Linked DNA regions of Mus musculus: region 2 is linked to region 1. The links are chromatin contacts, called in public HiChIP or PLAC-seq maps. All regions are on one chromosome and are shown on one strand. Each heading gives the region's core, a stretch centred on a gene start, on an enhancer-like site or on the middle of the called end of the contact. The rest is flanking DNA. Distances are from core to core; before and after follow the strand shown. Region 1 has its middle 81 kb from the start of Gm26263. Region 2 holds the start of Farsb (phenylalanyl-tRNA synthetase, beta subunit).

Region 1 (7,651 bases), core at 1,800-4,299:
CCCTCCTCACGATCTTCCTCGACAGAAAACATCCCATATTACAGATGAGCTGTTTCCTTCATGGAATCGACTGCCTCCGTGGTTAACTCCATATATAAGTGATTAAGAAGCTCAGCTTCACATCCACGAGAGACTCCCCACGCGCATGCGCCCACTGAGGACCCTCAGCTTCACATCCACGAGAGACTCCCCATGCGCTCACTGAGGACCCTCAGCTTCACATCCACGAGAGACTCCCCACGCGCATGCGCCCACTGAGGACCCTCAGCTTCACAGCCACTAGAGACTCCCCATGCGCATGCGCCCACTGAGGACCCTCAGCTTCACATCCCCTAGAGACTCCCCATGCGCATGCGCCCATTGAGGACCCTCAGCTTCACATCCCCTAGAGACTCCTCACGCGCCCACTGAGGACCGCCCTCTATGGCAGAAGCTTCCAAGCATGAACTTGCTTCATTGTCACAAAAGCTTCTGAGACATTTGTAACCTTTACCACAGCATGAGTGAGAACGCTGTGCTCAGCCACACGGCTCACAAATGGTGGTGGCTTGTCCTATACCGGGTCACAGTGTGCTTCCCTAAAATCTAGTTACACCCAAGACAAGCAAAACCCAGAAGGCCATGCTCACTTCTACAACAGAGCAGGCATAGTCTGATTACTGCTATGTCTCTACTCTACAACCTGTGTCTTGGGGCTGCAGAAATGGTTCGATAATCAAAAACACATGTCGCTCCTGCAGAGGACCCAAGTTTGGGTCCCTAGACCCACACTGTATGGATTACAATCACTTGTACTTTCAGTTACAGAAGGGCCTGACACCTCTGACCTCCACAGACACCTACACTTACCTGTGCCTTCCCACACACAGACACACTCACATACACACAAAAACTCCATGTATTGGGTTCAGCTGTGCTTGCCTGTAAATCCCAGCCCTTGGGAGCCTGACTTGGAGTCTGCTGAGAGTTTAAGGACAAGTTCTAGGTTAGTCAATGAGTCTCAGTCTCAAAACAAAATAGAATGAAATAAAATACAATAAAACAAAACCCCCCTCATCGTGCCTTCTGCTGTGACACACTAAATTGTTATTTCTCTTTTGACGTGGATTCTTCTAACAGCAATACACCCATTTTTTTTCTCCACACAACTGCAATATATTGGGGGGGGGGGCTGCCATGGTTTTTGTTTTGCTTTGCTTTCTTTTATATGTATAAGAATATGTTCATTCTTTCTTTTCTCTTCTTTTCTTTCTTTCTTTTTTTCTTTTTTTCTTTTTTAATTAGGTACTTTCTTCATTCACATCTCCAGTGCTATCCCAAAAGTCCCTCACACCCTCACACACACACACACACTCTCCCACCCACCCACTCCCACTTCCCGGCCCTGGCGTTCCCCTGCACTGAGGCAGATAAAGTTTGCACAACCAATGGGCCTCTTTGGGCCTCTTTTTCCACGGATGGCCAACAAGGCCAGATACATATGCAGCTAAAGACACAAGCTGGGGGGGGGGGGCACACTGGTTAGTTCATATTGTTGTTCCACCCATAGGGTTGCAGATCCCCTCAGCTCCTTAGGTACTCTCTCTAGCTCCTCCATTGGGGGCCCTGTGATCCATCCAATAGTTGACTGTGAGCATCCACTTCTGTGTTTGACAGGCCCCAGCATAGTCTCACAAGAGACAGCTATATCAGGGTCCTTTCAGCAAAATCCCGCTAGTGTATGCAATGGTGTCAGCATTTAGAGGCTGATTATGGGATGGATTCCACCTCACACCAGTCAGAATGGCTAAGCTCAAAAATTCAGGTGACAACAGATGCTGGTGAGGATGTGGAGAAAGAGGGACACTCCTCCATTGTTGGTGAGATTGCAAGCTTGTACAACCACTCTGGAAATCAGTCTGGCAGTTCCTCAGAAAATTGGACATAGTACTACCGGAGGATCCCGCAATACCTCTCCTGGGCATATATCCAGAAGATGTTCCAACCGGTAAGAAGGACACATGCGCCACTATGTTCATAGCAGCCTTATTTATAATAGCCAGAAGCTGGAAAGAACCCAGATGCCCCTCAACAGAGGAATGGATACAGAAAAATGTGGTACATTTACACAATGGAGTACTACTCAGCTATTAAAAAGAATGCATTCACGAAATTCCTAGGCAAATGGTTGGACCTGGAGGGCATCATCCTGAGTGAGGTAACCCAATCACAAAAGAACTCACATGATATGTACTCACTGATAAGTGGATATTAGCCCAGAAACTTAGAATACCCAAGATATAGGAAACAATTTGCGAAGCACATGAGACTCAGGAGGAATGAAGACCAGGGTGTGGACGCTTTGCCCCTTCTTAGAATTGGGAGTGGAACGCCCATGGAGGGAGTTGCAGAGACGAAGTTTGGAGCTGAGACGAATATGCTCATCATCATGTTTGGAACTTTCACTCCACGATGGAAGGGTCTCTCTGCCCTTTGGTTTATACATAAAGTATATTTAAAATAATTCTTTGAAAACCCATGTATACATGCTACACAAAGGTCAAATGGATTCATATTTGTGAGTTTCTTTTTTCATATTTATTTGAGCATGCATCACGTGTGTGCAGGTACCCGAGAAAGCCAAATGAAGGTGTTGGAGCCTCTGCAACTGGAGTTTACAGGCAATTGTGAGGCTCCTATTGGGACTTTTGGAACTGAGATGTGATCTTCTACAAGGACCATCTCTCCAAGGGCTTACTTTCCCTTTTAAGTGTTCTCTGAGAATGCTGTGTGCTTTTGGAGAGGCCACGACTGAATAGTTACCAGAAAACTTCAATTTGTCGCCTATTCACTTCATCCAAATGACCTTGAATCAGATACTTCTCTGAGATCCTAGAAAGGGTGAGCCACTTCACTATTAGGATTATGATAAGTGCTTACTGGGAAAGCATCCTAGACAACCCAGTATGTAAAAGTACTTACCATGCAAACCCGAATCCCGTGCAGAAAAGCTACAGGGCTATTTCCAGAAGTGTGTGGGCTTACTAGCCTGGAATCGGTTCGCGCTCTGGCTTTGTCCTTCACAACCACTAGATGGCGCCAACTGTTTGAGACTTTTCTTGGTGCCTGACACTGTCTGGTTTCCAAACCCCCAAAAATGAATTTGGAATTGAGAAAGATTATCTGGCAACTTTATCCACAAACACTGAGTTGACATCTCTTTCTGAAATGAATTAAAGCTTTTTTTTTTTTCATTCTGGTTCCCATCTTTTAAAAGCCATTACATCGTGTTGTTCTTCCATTGATTCTCCGGGGCTTTCTCGAGTCTGTTAGACCTTCAACAATTCAAGATGTTTTCCAGCAGTCAGAACTACCTTCTCTAAAACATCCTGTGCTTTTCCAGCAAAGCGTGGGCCATGCTAGCGTCCATGCCTCTCTGGGAACTTGAGAGAAGCAATTTTCGATTAGTTAAAAAAAAAAAAAAAGGTTGTTAAATGCTGTCTTGTCGGAGGGCTGCATGTATGTTCAGTATGGCTTCAGAGAAGCCACATTTATGGGCTGAGGCATCAGTCTTGGGTCATAAACAGGACAAGGGCTACACTCAGTAAAAGATTAAATTAAACACACTCCTTGGTGATGTGGACTTTGCCAATGTACTTTTAAAGGAGTAATAAAATGTAACTGTGTTTTAAAACTGTCTCCTGAAATAAGCCTGTTCATTGCAGTGCCAGCTGAAGTAACATAGAAGCGAGAAGCACAATACAGACACATTCCCAGTGCACAAGTCCCACTGATGAGTCTCTTCCAAACTGATTTTTCCTTAATTTTGCTCATTGCACATAAGATAACATAAAATGATACGACTTGGGGAGATGGCTCAGCAGTTAAGAGCACTGGCTGCTCTTGAAAAGACCCATGTTTGTTTTCCAGCACCTACGCATGGTAGCTCACAACTATCATTAACTCCAACTCCTGGAGTTCTGACACCCTATTCTGATCTCTACAGGCAAAGTCATGCATGTGGATGTGGGTTACATACACACAGAGACAAACATTTATACACATAAAATTTTAAAAGCATCTTTTAAATGACATAAAGTGAGCCAGTGAGCCGAAGCTATCGCATTTAGCATTTTGATCAAAAGAAAAGAGCAGCATTGAAAAACCAGTGGTGTGCTCGTTCTTTCAACATTTTAGAAACCACCATCAGGGCCCAGCATGGTGGTTCCCATGTCTAATCCAAGCACTCGGAGAGTGACAGAGAAGGTTCTCGGGTTCAATGCCAATCTGATCTACATAGTGCGATACTATCTCAAAATATCAAAAAGTTTCAGGAGGAGGATAAAGTGGGCTAAGGAGGGAAAGAACGGGAGGGAGAGAGAAAAGAAGAGGGGAGGAGGAGGAGGGGAGGAAGGAAAGAGAATCAAAGAGATGATCACTGGGGTTAAGGCTCATGATTTAGGTTACTCTAAGCAATTATACCTCTATGTCTGCCCAAAGCCAAACCTGTGTTGGTCTTACCTTAACCTAAACTTTTACCCCCAGAATAAACTAATGTTCTCAATATCAATCATATATCATCTAAAGTTGAAAATGTCAAAAAGCCGGGAGCTCTTGGGGGGGGTGGGGGTGGGGGCCTGGTTGCTGTTCTTCCTATGGGGTTGCAAACTCCTTCAACCAAAGAGTACACATGGAGGGATCCATGGCTCCAGCTGCTATGTAGCAAAGGATGCCTTATCTAGTAATCCCTTGGTCCTATAGAGGCTTAGACCCCAGCACAGGGGAATGCTAAGGAGGTGAGGCTGGAGTGGGTAGTTGGTTGGGGAGCACCCTCATAGAAGCAGGGGGAAGGGGAAGGCGATAGGAGGGGTTTCAAGGGAAACCTGGGAGGAGGATAACATTTGAAATGTAAATACATAACATAGCCAATAAAAAATGTCAAAAAGCACAGACTGTTAATGACATGGACATTTTCTTTTTTGACAAGAGAAAAAAGATGGGCGAGTCAGCACTCAGGAGCCTAGTCTCTGATCTGGGGCAGGGACACGTGGCCTTGTTTGGAGAAGGGCAGACAGAGGCAAAGAGTGAACTGGCACTGGGAAATCTTTGCTGTAATTAGGGCCTTGAGCATACCAGGCAAACTCTTTACAGCTGAGTTACACCCTCAATCCTATTTTCAAGTTTTATTTTGAGGTAAGGTCTCAGTAAGTTACCCAGGCTACCAGACTGTCAAGGATGGCTTTGTGGCTGGGATCCTCCTGCCTCAGCCTTCCAACTAGCTGGAAGATCACCAGCTAACAAGTTTGGCTTAAATCTTAGCATTCTTAAGTGAGTGAGATTAGGCCAGACCAAAACACAACTACCTTCTTGTCTTGTTCCCGTGTACATCTGCTTCTTGATGGAGGACTGGGTCTTTTTGGAGATACTCCCAGCAAGAGTGCCAAGGCCCAGAGTAACACTTCATGCACTTGCCATTGGCTTTAAGAGGTACCACTTTATGCCAATGAGGAAATTTGTCTTTCTCTCTCTCTCTCTCTCTCTCTCTCTCTCTCTCTCTCTCTCTCTGTCTGTCTCCATCTCTCTGACTCTCCTTTCCCTCTCTCCATCTGACTCTCTCCTCTCTCTCTGTCTCTGTCTCTGCTTATATGTCGTAAAAAGGTTTAATATTCCAGAACTTCTCTTTATTTGGGAGACACCCCCCCCCCCCTTTGCTGGTAGACTGGCCTTTTCTAAACATATTTTGGATAACCCTCAAATCTCTTCTTCTTCTGGCCTCTTCCTCGTGAACTGCTTGCCTAATTAGACTAGCAGTCCTTGGTTCCCTGAGATTCCTAACAGAGTGCTTCAGGATAATGACCTCACCACGGTCTGCTTCAGCCAGATGATTGGATCTGCCATTTACCTGAGCGGGTGCCAGGAGGCAAGCGTGTACTACACTTCAGGAAAAAAACAGACTGATTTGTTCAGGTGTGAGTAGTGGTTTCTCAACTGCCTGGACCTTCCAGTTCAACAAGATGTTCCAGGAAAACAGAATTTTGGAACCAGAGGAGAGACTGCTTAATGACTCTCAGGTGGTCAAACAGGCCAGACAAGAATGTGGTCTTAGCCTCTCAGCAACCAAAGGTGTCAGGAATAGGAACCCACCCCCCACCCCCACCCCCACCCCATTGCAGGATAAGATGGGAAAAGGAGAGGAACAGGGTGGGGTCTGTGTCACAGCAGAAGTTACTGGAAAGTTCCAGAACTCAGTCCTGAGCAAAAAAGACAGCACAACAAGCCAGCACCCCATCTGTCTCAGATTCCTGAAGATCTTATCAGGGTCTGCCCCTGATATTTTTCTCTTTACATTCCTGCCTCTCCCCTGCCACCTTCTATTACTTTATCTCTCACTTGAAAAGGTTTCATTGTTTAATAATCTGCTGCGTTTCTACTAACGAATCCCGTCCAATTTTTTTTTTTTTTTTAATTTGCCAAGTCGAGTTTGCCCTTACAACGACTTTCTCCCGCATTTTGCCCTAAATAGACATGACCAACTCAGGCTGCACAGGAGAGCGTACCTCCAGGGACCCCACAACCTAGCTCTGGTGAGCTGTTTAGCTGTGTTCCAAAAACTGCATTTGATTCCAAAACTTTCAAAACTACATTTTATCCAAAAAAATCCCTCTCCTTCCAGCTGTGGTTTTAAATTTGTCCCTACTCTGAAAAGGGGACAAAGGATCATTAAGGGCCAAAGAAAAAGATTTCCAGGACAAGACACCCTGGTTCCAAGGGTCCCTGGAGGAACGCCAGCTTACAAAGTTACTGACTTTGTAAGCTTGATGGCCATGCGATGGACAAAAAGAGACAGAGACTGAATCTGAATCTCCATACTGAGATGTACAGAGATCGTGAAAAGTCCTGCTATGAGTGGGAAAGAAGAGAAACCTATCAGCAGGGCAGAGTGAGGAATTCTAGTCTCTGCCCATGTTTTTTTTTTTTTTTTTCCCAAGAGCTTTATTATAAATAAGGTTCCAAAGATACCGGAGCTAGCTGAAATATATCGCCCTCAACAAGCAGTCTGTCTGAGGTGGGGAGTGCGTGCACAAACTAGTTTGACTCTTTTGACATGTATGAAAATCACTTTAGTTCTAAGAACAGATTAAATTCACGACTGCTTTCTCCTCTCCTAGATATTGCCAAACAACTGGCTTAAATGATTTTTTTCCACCGCTCTCTGAGCACAGGATAAATAATCATACAAATATTAAGAACAGCAGAAAGAAAGGCAATAATGCCTGGGGAATTCGAATAAGGTTGATCCAATGCCTGCAGCAGTGGCTTTGAGACTTAGAGGAGAGGTCTTAGAAAACGGAGCAGCACCATTCACTGCATCAGTCCTGGGTCTCAGCCAGGACACCAAGCCTTGTATTCGCTTTACAACCTATTAATAGTATTTCTTATTTACCTTACAAGGACATCTTAAAGAATAAAGTGGTGGTCTGAACGCACAGGCAAGAGAAGTTCTGTAAGCACAAGAGTGAATAGTGGCTAGCTTCATATCGAGATTCCATTAATCTAGCTTAGATTTAGATATCATCCTTTAGTCAAGCGTAGGTTCCCTAAAAGGAGAATGCATTTAGTCTGCTAAGGAGAGGAAACAGGGGGGTAGGGCTAAGGAGGACATTTGTACTCA
Region 2 (7,651 bases), core at 1,299-3,798, 510 kb after region 1:
GATGGTGATGACTTAAGAAACAACTTAGAAGCAGATTCTCCAGCCCCAATGAGCTCTTGACCCCACTTCAGATCTGCAACTTGGAGTAAAATACAGGACCACCAAATATCAAATCTTAACCATCAGAAACTAAGTAGCAAACACTCACTTTGTAATATGCAAAAATCTTGTCAGCCAAATGGCAATAAATCAAATTGTATGCATTACTAGAATATATTGAATCTTATTCCTTATTCCTTTAAGCTATATTTTTAAAACTTAAATGAAAGAAAGAAGCAAAAGTAAAACCATGAATAAGTCCCTACAATAAAATGGTAAACCTAAAAACCTGTGTGGCACACAGGTGGCTCTGACAGTACTTACTGTACCAAGCTAGAACAGGGCCCAGGCTGAAGAGCAATCAGAAACCAGTTCACAAGAAAATGAATATCAAAGAACAAACAAAAAGTAAGTAACAAGAACACAACTGAACAGAAAGGCAATCGCAAGGAGGATTAGGAAGACAGAGCTGCGCCAAGGGCAACAGGGGAAAGGAAATGCCCTGGGCAACAAAAACTGCCAAGAGAAATGGAAGGTGACGGCAGCTGGAAATGACAGTGGGGTTCAGATGGGCAGCAGCCCTAGAGGGCTCAATAAGGTGACATGTAAGAGCACAAAAAAAGAGAAAGAGGCAAACAAAAATGGAAAAAAACAAAAAAAAAAACAAAAAACAAATGACACCCACACTTCATTTGGAAACTACCTGTTCTGGTGAATAGCCTTTTCCAACTCCAACCACCACTGAGCTGACATTTAAAAAGATTTCAAGAAAGAAGGCAAGAGAAACAATGAAGATTAGTACTAACCCATCTGGTGTATACCTTAAATACCATCAATAGGTATGAAAGAATTTCAAAAGAGCCTACAGTTCACAGTCGGTGTGGGGAAACCAAGCTTGTTGGATCACTCACCATTTTAAAGTGGAAGGAAAAGGAAACAGCCAGGGAATGTATTAAAACATTATCTGATGATTGCGAGCAGGTCATAAGCCTCATTGTCTTTTAAAATTTGGACAATCTGGTACTTTTCCATAGATAAGGGTCTGACTAGGAACTGATTCCAAGTTGTTCATCTTGCCACACACCATCATATGAACTTCAGAGACAGTGACCACCAGGAGAGAGAATATGATTTAGAGTAACAGGGCAAGTGAGGTATATTAATAAGCTTACTATATAAGGGAAACTGGTTAGGAAATTAAAACCACATTCCAAAAGCAAAGCGATTTCCTGTTTCTAAGGCCTTGGTCACAACTATAATTGTATCACTTGGGAGACTGAGTCAGGAGGATTGCCACAAGTTTAGAGTCAGCCTGGACTTCAGAATAAGGTTCTGTCTCCAAAAGAACAACGACAAAATCCGACAAACACAGGGGGTGAGTAATATCTAAAGTCCATCCTTAGGAAAAAAAAATCTTAAAAGTTTACTTGTACGACATCAGTACTGTGGTGTTATGAACCTGCTCCATTTTGTCCTCTAATTTTGGCCTCTAATACTCAAAAACAAGGAGGCTCTCATAAAACACTCGCTCTGACCTTTATAGAAGCTGATAACTACAGGGTGAGGCTGATACCATTTCAACTTACTACATCTGTGTTGGAAATGATAATTTGACTAATATTTACCTCCCTTCCCCCCCCCCCCACAATGGTTTAGTTTTAGAACTGAGAAAGAGGGAAGTGTGTCATGAATGCTAAGCCCATAGAAGTGATTCCATTTAGGGGTCAAATCAATGTTAACTATCAAATGCTACCCCTGCACAAAACCTGGTTTCCTTTCCCAGAAACATTTAGCATGTCCAATAAACCGTTTTACTAACATCATGGTTTGTTATTTTTCTCATGTATGTGTCATGTGCACAGCTCTACTCCCAAACACTGCCTGACACACTTCTGGAGCCTGGTCAACACTAAAATAAAGCCAATGCCGGGCTTGGTGGCACACGCTTGTTATCCCAGCACTCAGAAACTGAGGCAAGAAGACCGACAGTTCGAAAACAGCCTGGGCTACATAGTGAGACCCGCATCTTTCTTAAACGTCTCCCCTTCGCTGTCAATCTGGTTCCACAGCCTACAGTTGTGATGGAACCCAGGGTACGTTTCCTCGTCTGTGTCCCGACACCAAAGTCCGTGCTGGGCACGGAGTTGGAGCTCGGTCTCTAAATGAATGACACGGAGAGCCCGACACGCGCTGATGATGCAACGGAGCCACCGCGGAGCTGGTTCCGAGAAGCTACTTCAGCGCAGCCGAGTCTCCTCGCCCAGCAGCGCGCCCCTGAGGACTCTGGCCGTGCCGGGCCAAACCCCACGTAGCGGCATGAACGCCGCCAGCACGTTCTTCTGCAGGGCGAGCAGACTTCCCCAGGCACCGAGCCCAAGCCACGGGGCGGGCACTCACTGTAGGTCCGGCCCAGGGCTTGGAAGAGCAGGTCTCGCTTTACGCTGACAGTCGGCATGGCGAGTCGTGGACACTGCGCCTGCGCCACATGCGGGGCCTCAGCGACCCTAGAGTGAAGGACCCGACGCTCCGCTCTTGGGCTGTCTCACGTGATGCCTGTCTAAATTCAACCATTTGCACATCCGTTTTCCAGCCGAATATAGGAAAACACCTCTCTCTGGATTATTTAACATAGTTCTGTTGTGACGATAACCAAAAAGTTTGGAAAATAGGTGTAATCGGGTGGAATTATCTCTATTTTGACAGGCAAGAGTGAGAACAGACCTCAGAGGCCTGGATGCTTCCCAAAGCCCTAGGGAAGATGCCAAGTTGGGTAGGCGGAGCGCTAGATTGGTGGGAAGGACTTCCAGGTAGAGAAGTCCGCCCAGAGGTATTTGAAAAGCAAGGTAAACGGATGCAAGACTTCCTGCAAAGAAGAATATGCAAATACTAATGGCAAGGTCTGTTAACAGGCCACATTTTTTTACTTTTTTGAGACAGGTTTCTCTGTCGCCTTGACTGTCCTGGAACTCGCACTATAGACTAGGCTGGCTTTGAACTCCGAGAACTTTTGAGATCCGTACCTCCCTAGTGCTGGGATTAAAGGCATGCGCCACCACTGCCGGGCTTTTACTTAATCCTTTAACCCTCTTGAAACTACAGATTTTATACCCGAGCCTTGTTCGAACGCAGCAGCAGCCCTGTGGGTAGGCGTTGTTAGAGACCGCAGGACTTTTCTGTCAGATGCTGTACTCAGCCTAAAAAGTGCACGAGCAGATTTGCTCCTTAGAATAACTCTGAGGGACAGTACGTCAAATCATGGGCCACTGAGATGTCAGGACTTAATCCCGTGTAGCCTGCAAATGCTACTTTATGTGGTATCAGAGCCTATGTGGAATAAGCTAAGGGTTTTGAGATGGAACTTAGCCTAGGTTATTAGGATGGGCCCTAAATGCAATTGACTGTAGACTCAATAAGCGGAAGGCAGTGATTCCAGTAAGGTCACTAAAAAAAATAAAGTCAGTAGTCTTCGAAACTGGAAGAGATAAGGAGGGAAATCTCTCCTAGCCTATTCAGCAGCCCCCAAAACACTTGGATTTGGGCCAGTGAAATTGCTTTTGGGTTTCTTGCCTCCAGAACTTGAATATAACAAAGTTCTGTTTCATCTCATTCATTATTCTTTATGATTTGAGATAAAGGCTCAACTCTATAGCTGAAGCAGTCCTGGAACTCATCCTGTAGCTCTGGATGGCCAGAAATTTTCAGAGTTTTAAGGTGTCCTGAAAGACAAGAATATAAGTTACCTCACCAGACTCAAGTTTCTGTTTGAAATCAAAAGTTTGTAGTACTTCCTTTCAGCAGCCATGAAAAAACAAATACATCAAAGCAGGAAGATAAAACAGCCATGGACTGTGGGACTCACCTAACCTGTAAGGCATAGCAGAAACATTGCTTCCTCAAGAGAAAATAAAGCAAGGACCAACACTGAGGAAGTGAGAACCCTTCACTTGAGGAAGCAGAACTGAGGCTAGACTTAGGCCATCATAACTCTTAATAAGTTTTCCACTGCACTAATTTCCACTTATGGCAAGTCCCACGTGTAGCTTTCTGACCCTAAATTCCAGTAAGTGGGCACTTACTGAGTTCACCAACTCAAATGCTCATCTCTCAGAAACATACAACTAACAGTATTTGGCTACTTATTAAGGGATCTATTAACTCAGGCATTTGACCATAACATTAACTCTCATACTTCATAAGAGGATTTAAAATGCCGCTTTGTTTCCCCTGATATGTCACTATAGGCGTGTTTTAAGAAATTATAGATGGATGTGGGAAACAAAGTAAATAATGCTATTTGGAGAGTAAACCAGAAATAGTTCTTAATATTTTACTTTTAAGGATTATTTCCCCATGGAGATTTACAAAGTTCCAGCCCAATTTAAATTATTTTTTCTATTGATTCTGGGGTTTAGGTTGTATTTTTTAAAAATCTTCCTCCACACATTTTTTAAAAACCATGTTTTCCTTTTTGAGTACATCAGTAGAATTCTTTTCCATTTAAATCTCAGATCTTTTTTGAGATTTGTTTTGGTTTTTGGAGCTAATGAACAAGCCAGTTTTATTTTATTTTCAAACAGCAATGCCAATACCATTTATTAAAAAGCTTTTTTCCCCATCCAGTTTGTAATATCACATATTAAATTTCCACATATATTTGGATCCACTGCCAGAGTGTCTGTTTCAATGCCAGCACCAAGCTCTTTTAATAATTATGGTGTCATTTTCCAAACCCCTCCTGGAAACCAGTTCCAAAGGCCAAAGAACCACATTGTCAAGTTTAGTTACAGCAGTGACCCTACTTCTCCAGTTACTTTTCCCATTGCTGTGACCAAAAACACCCGACGGAAATAATTCAAGGGGAAAAAAATTATTTTTGGCATCCTTTCAAAAGGTTCATTCAGTTGGTCACGGTGGGCAAGGCAAGGAGAGGCAGTTCACATCTCAGAGGGCCAGGCAGCAGGGCTGGAAATGTGGGTGCACCCTTAGCATTCCCCCTTCATGTTTTCATTCCATCCAGGCCTCTAGCCCATAGAATGGTGCCACCTACATGCAAGACAGATCGTTACCTCTCTGGACTCAGCCTTTACAAACACAGCCAGCTGTGTACCTCCCCAGCTTCTAGGTGTTCTAAATCCAGACAAGTTGGCAATGATAATAACTTTCATAAGCATGTTTTCTCTTTCATCATGAAACCTCAGTCTTGGAATTATTCTAAAGAAAAAACTGGTATCATTCTTTGTAATATAGAAAAAAAAATGAAACAGCTGAAACATCTAACATGGCTTGGTTAAAGTGTTTCGATACAACCCAGTAGGAACATTAAAAGCCATGTAGCAGGCCAGGGATTCAGCTTCCTGGTAGGGTGTTTATCCAGCATGCATCACATCTTTGGATTCATGTCCAACACCCCAAAGTAAAATATAAATCAAAAGAATGTTGACTGTGGTGGTAGTTAGTGTTAATTTTCAACTTGACAGAATCTCCGACCACCTGGGAGATGGGCCCCTGAGCATGCCTTTGAAGGATTATATTGATCGTGATGTGAAAGGACGCATCATAATTATGGTTGGGACTCTTGCCTCGGCAGGGGATTCTAGAATTCATCCCTGTCTAGTTCTTGATTAGGGATGTGGTATGAGAAGCTGCTTCAAGCTCTTGCTGCCTTGACGTCCCTCTTTGAGGACTGTACCTTGAGCAGTAAACTAAAATATGTTTCCCTTACGTAGCGTTTTCAGAGTATTTCATCACAGCAGCAGGGGAAACGCACACATTATGTATGCATATAATGTTGTGAGATCTTTTTTGAGAAAGAGAGAGTTACTCTGTGTGACTGGAATTATATAAACCAGGCAGGACAGGAGCTCTCAGAGATCCTTCTGCCTCTGCCTCCCAAGAACAAGGATCAACGACGTATGCCACCACAGCCTATGTGTGCTGTGGAAATTTTAACAGGAAAAGACTTTTCAACAAATAATATGAAAATGAAATTATTGTATATGCTTAAAATGATTAATTTTGCTCAGTTGAGTGTCTAAATTGTGTAAATATGAATGGAGGGTATGAATAAAGACAACAATGTACAATATACATCTAAGTGTTATAGCTATCTCTAGGTGGTTCAACTATTTTCTTCATTATATATTTTATAGTTTATAAAACTATAATTAATAATCATTGCTTTTATTATAAAGAAGTGTCATTTTGAAACACAATATTGGTTGAACTGGAGAGATGGCTCAGTGGTTAAGAGCACTGACTGCTCTTCCAGAAGTCCTGAATTCAATTTCCAGAAACCACATGGTGGCTCACAACCATCTGTAATGGGCAGCCTATTCCCTCTTCTGGTGTGTCTGAAGACAGCAACAGTGTACCCACATACATGAAATAAATAAAAAATCTTGGGAAGACCCACTTCCAAGTGCTCTAACATAACCAGGATCATAGGATCAGAGGTGAAGAGGACACAACATCTGCCCCATCACTGGAAGTAACTGGGACCAGTGAGACCCAGGCACCCAAGAACTCGGCCCAACCAGTGGCACGGGTTCCTTCCAGTCTGAGCTGGTGCCCTGAGCAGAACTTGGGCATGAGCTCCACAACCAGTCCCACAACACCCAGAAAAAACTCCACCCCCAGGTACTCTAACATGCCCAGGTCCACTGGACCCCAGGAGCTTGGTCACACGGTATCTCAGGCTCCCAGAAGCAGCTTGACTCCCAGGAGCTCTGACACACCCAGGATCTCAGGATCACAGAATCACAGGATCATAGAGGCAGCTGAACTCCAAGGAGTTCTGACACAACCAGGATCACAGGAAGGACAGGCTCCAGTCAGATATATCGAGGGCAGGTAGCACTAGAGATAATAAGACGGTGGGAGGCAAGCGTAAGAACACAAGCGACAGAAACCAAGGTTACCTGGCATCATCAGATCCCAATTCTCCCAATACACCATCACACCAGAAAGGCAAGATTCAGTTCTAAAATCACTTCTCATGATGGTGATAGAAGATATTAAGAAGGACATAAATAACTCCCTTAAAGAAATACAGAACACAGGTAAACAGCTAGAAGCCCTTAAAGGGGAAATACAAAAATCCCTTAAAGAATTACAGGAAATCACAACCAAACAGGTGAAGGAATTGAACAAAACCATCCAGAATCTAAAAATGGAAGTAGAAACTATAAAGAAATCACAAAAGGAGACAACTCTGGAGATAAAAAACTTACGAAAGAGATCAGGAGTCAAAGATGCAAGCATCACCAACAGAATACAAGAGATAGAAGAGAGAATCTCAGGTGCAGAAGATACCATAAAAAACATTTTCACAACAGTCAAAAAAATATATAAACAGCAAAAAGCTCCTAACACAAAACATACAGGAAATCCAGGACACAATGATAAGACCAAACCTAAGGATAGTAGGTATGTATAGAAGAGAGCAAAGATTTCCAACTTAAAGGGCCAGTATATATCTTCAACAAAATTATAGAAGAAAACTTCCCTAACCCAAAGAAAGAGATGCCCATGAACATACAAGAAGCCTAGAGAACTCCAAATAGGCTGGACAAGAAAAGAAATTTCCCATCAAATAATAATCAAACCACCAAAT

What was found. HiChIP or PLAC-seq counts read pairs in DNA pulled down with a chosen protein or histone mark.
Region 2: an H3K4me3 HiChIP or PLAC-seq map of embryonic basal ganglia shows a contact between it and region 1, with 6 times the contacts expected there. The contact joins the promoter of Farsb here to the enhancer-like site in region 1. A contact is called at or near these places in 6 of 39 promoter capture datasets (the 3T3-L1 cell line, the C10 cell line, the SN4741 cell line and 3 more), 1 of 15 datasets of contacts at CTCF or cohesin (large pre-B cells) and 3 of 115 datasets of contacts at active chromatin or transcription factors (embryonic basal ganglia, embryonic midbrain and kidney).

What each region holds. Positions count from the first base shown.
Region 1 is chr1:77,975,817-77,983,467 of GRCm38.p6, forward strand. No RefSeq gene overlaps it. Among named protein-coding and RNA genes, the nearest start is that of Gm26263, 81 kb to the left of the region's middle. Within about 2 kb of position 3,050, at least 6 of the 459 cell types and tissues checked have an H3K27ac peak or open chromatin away from gene starts, as enhancers often do.
Region 2 is chr1:78,486,349-78,493,999 of GRCm38.p6, forward strand. It overlaps Farsb (phenylalanyl-tRNA synthetase, beta subunit), which reads right to left and starts at 2,549. Exons shown (of 17, transcript NM_011811.4): 1 at 2,437-2,549. The coding sequence starts at 2,494.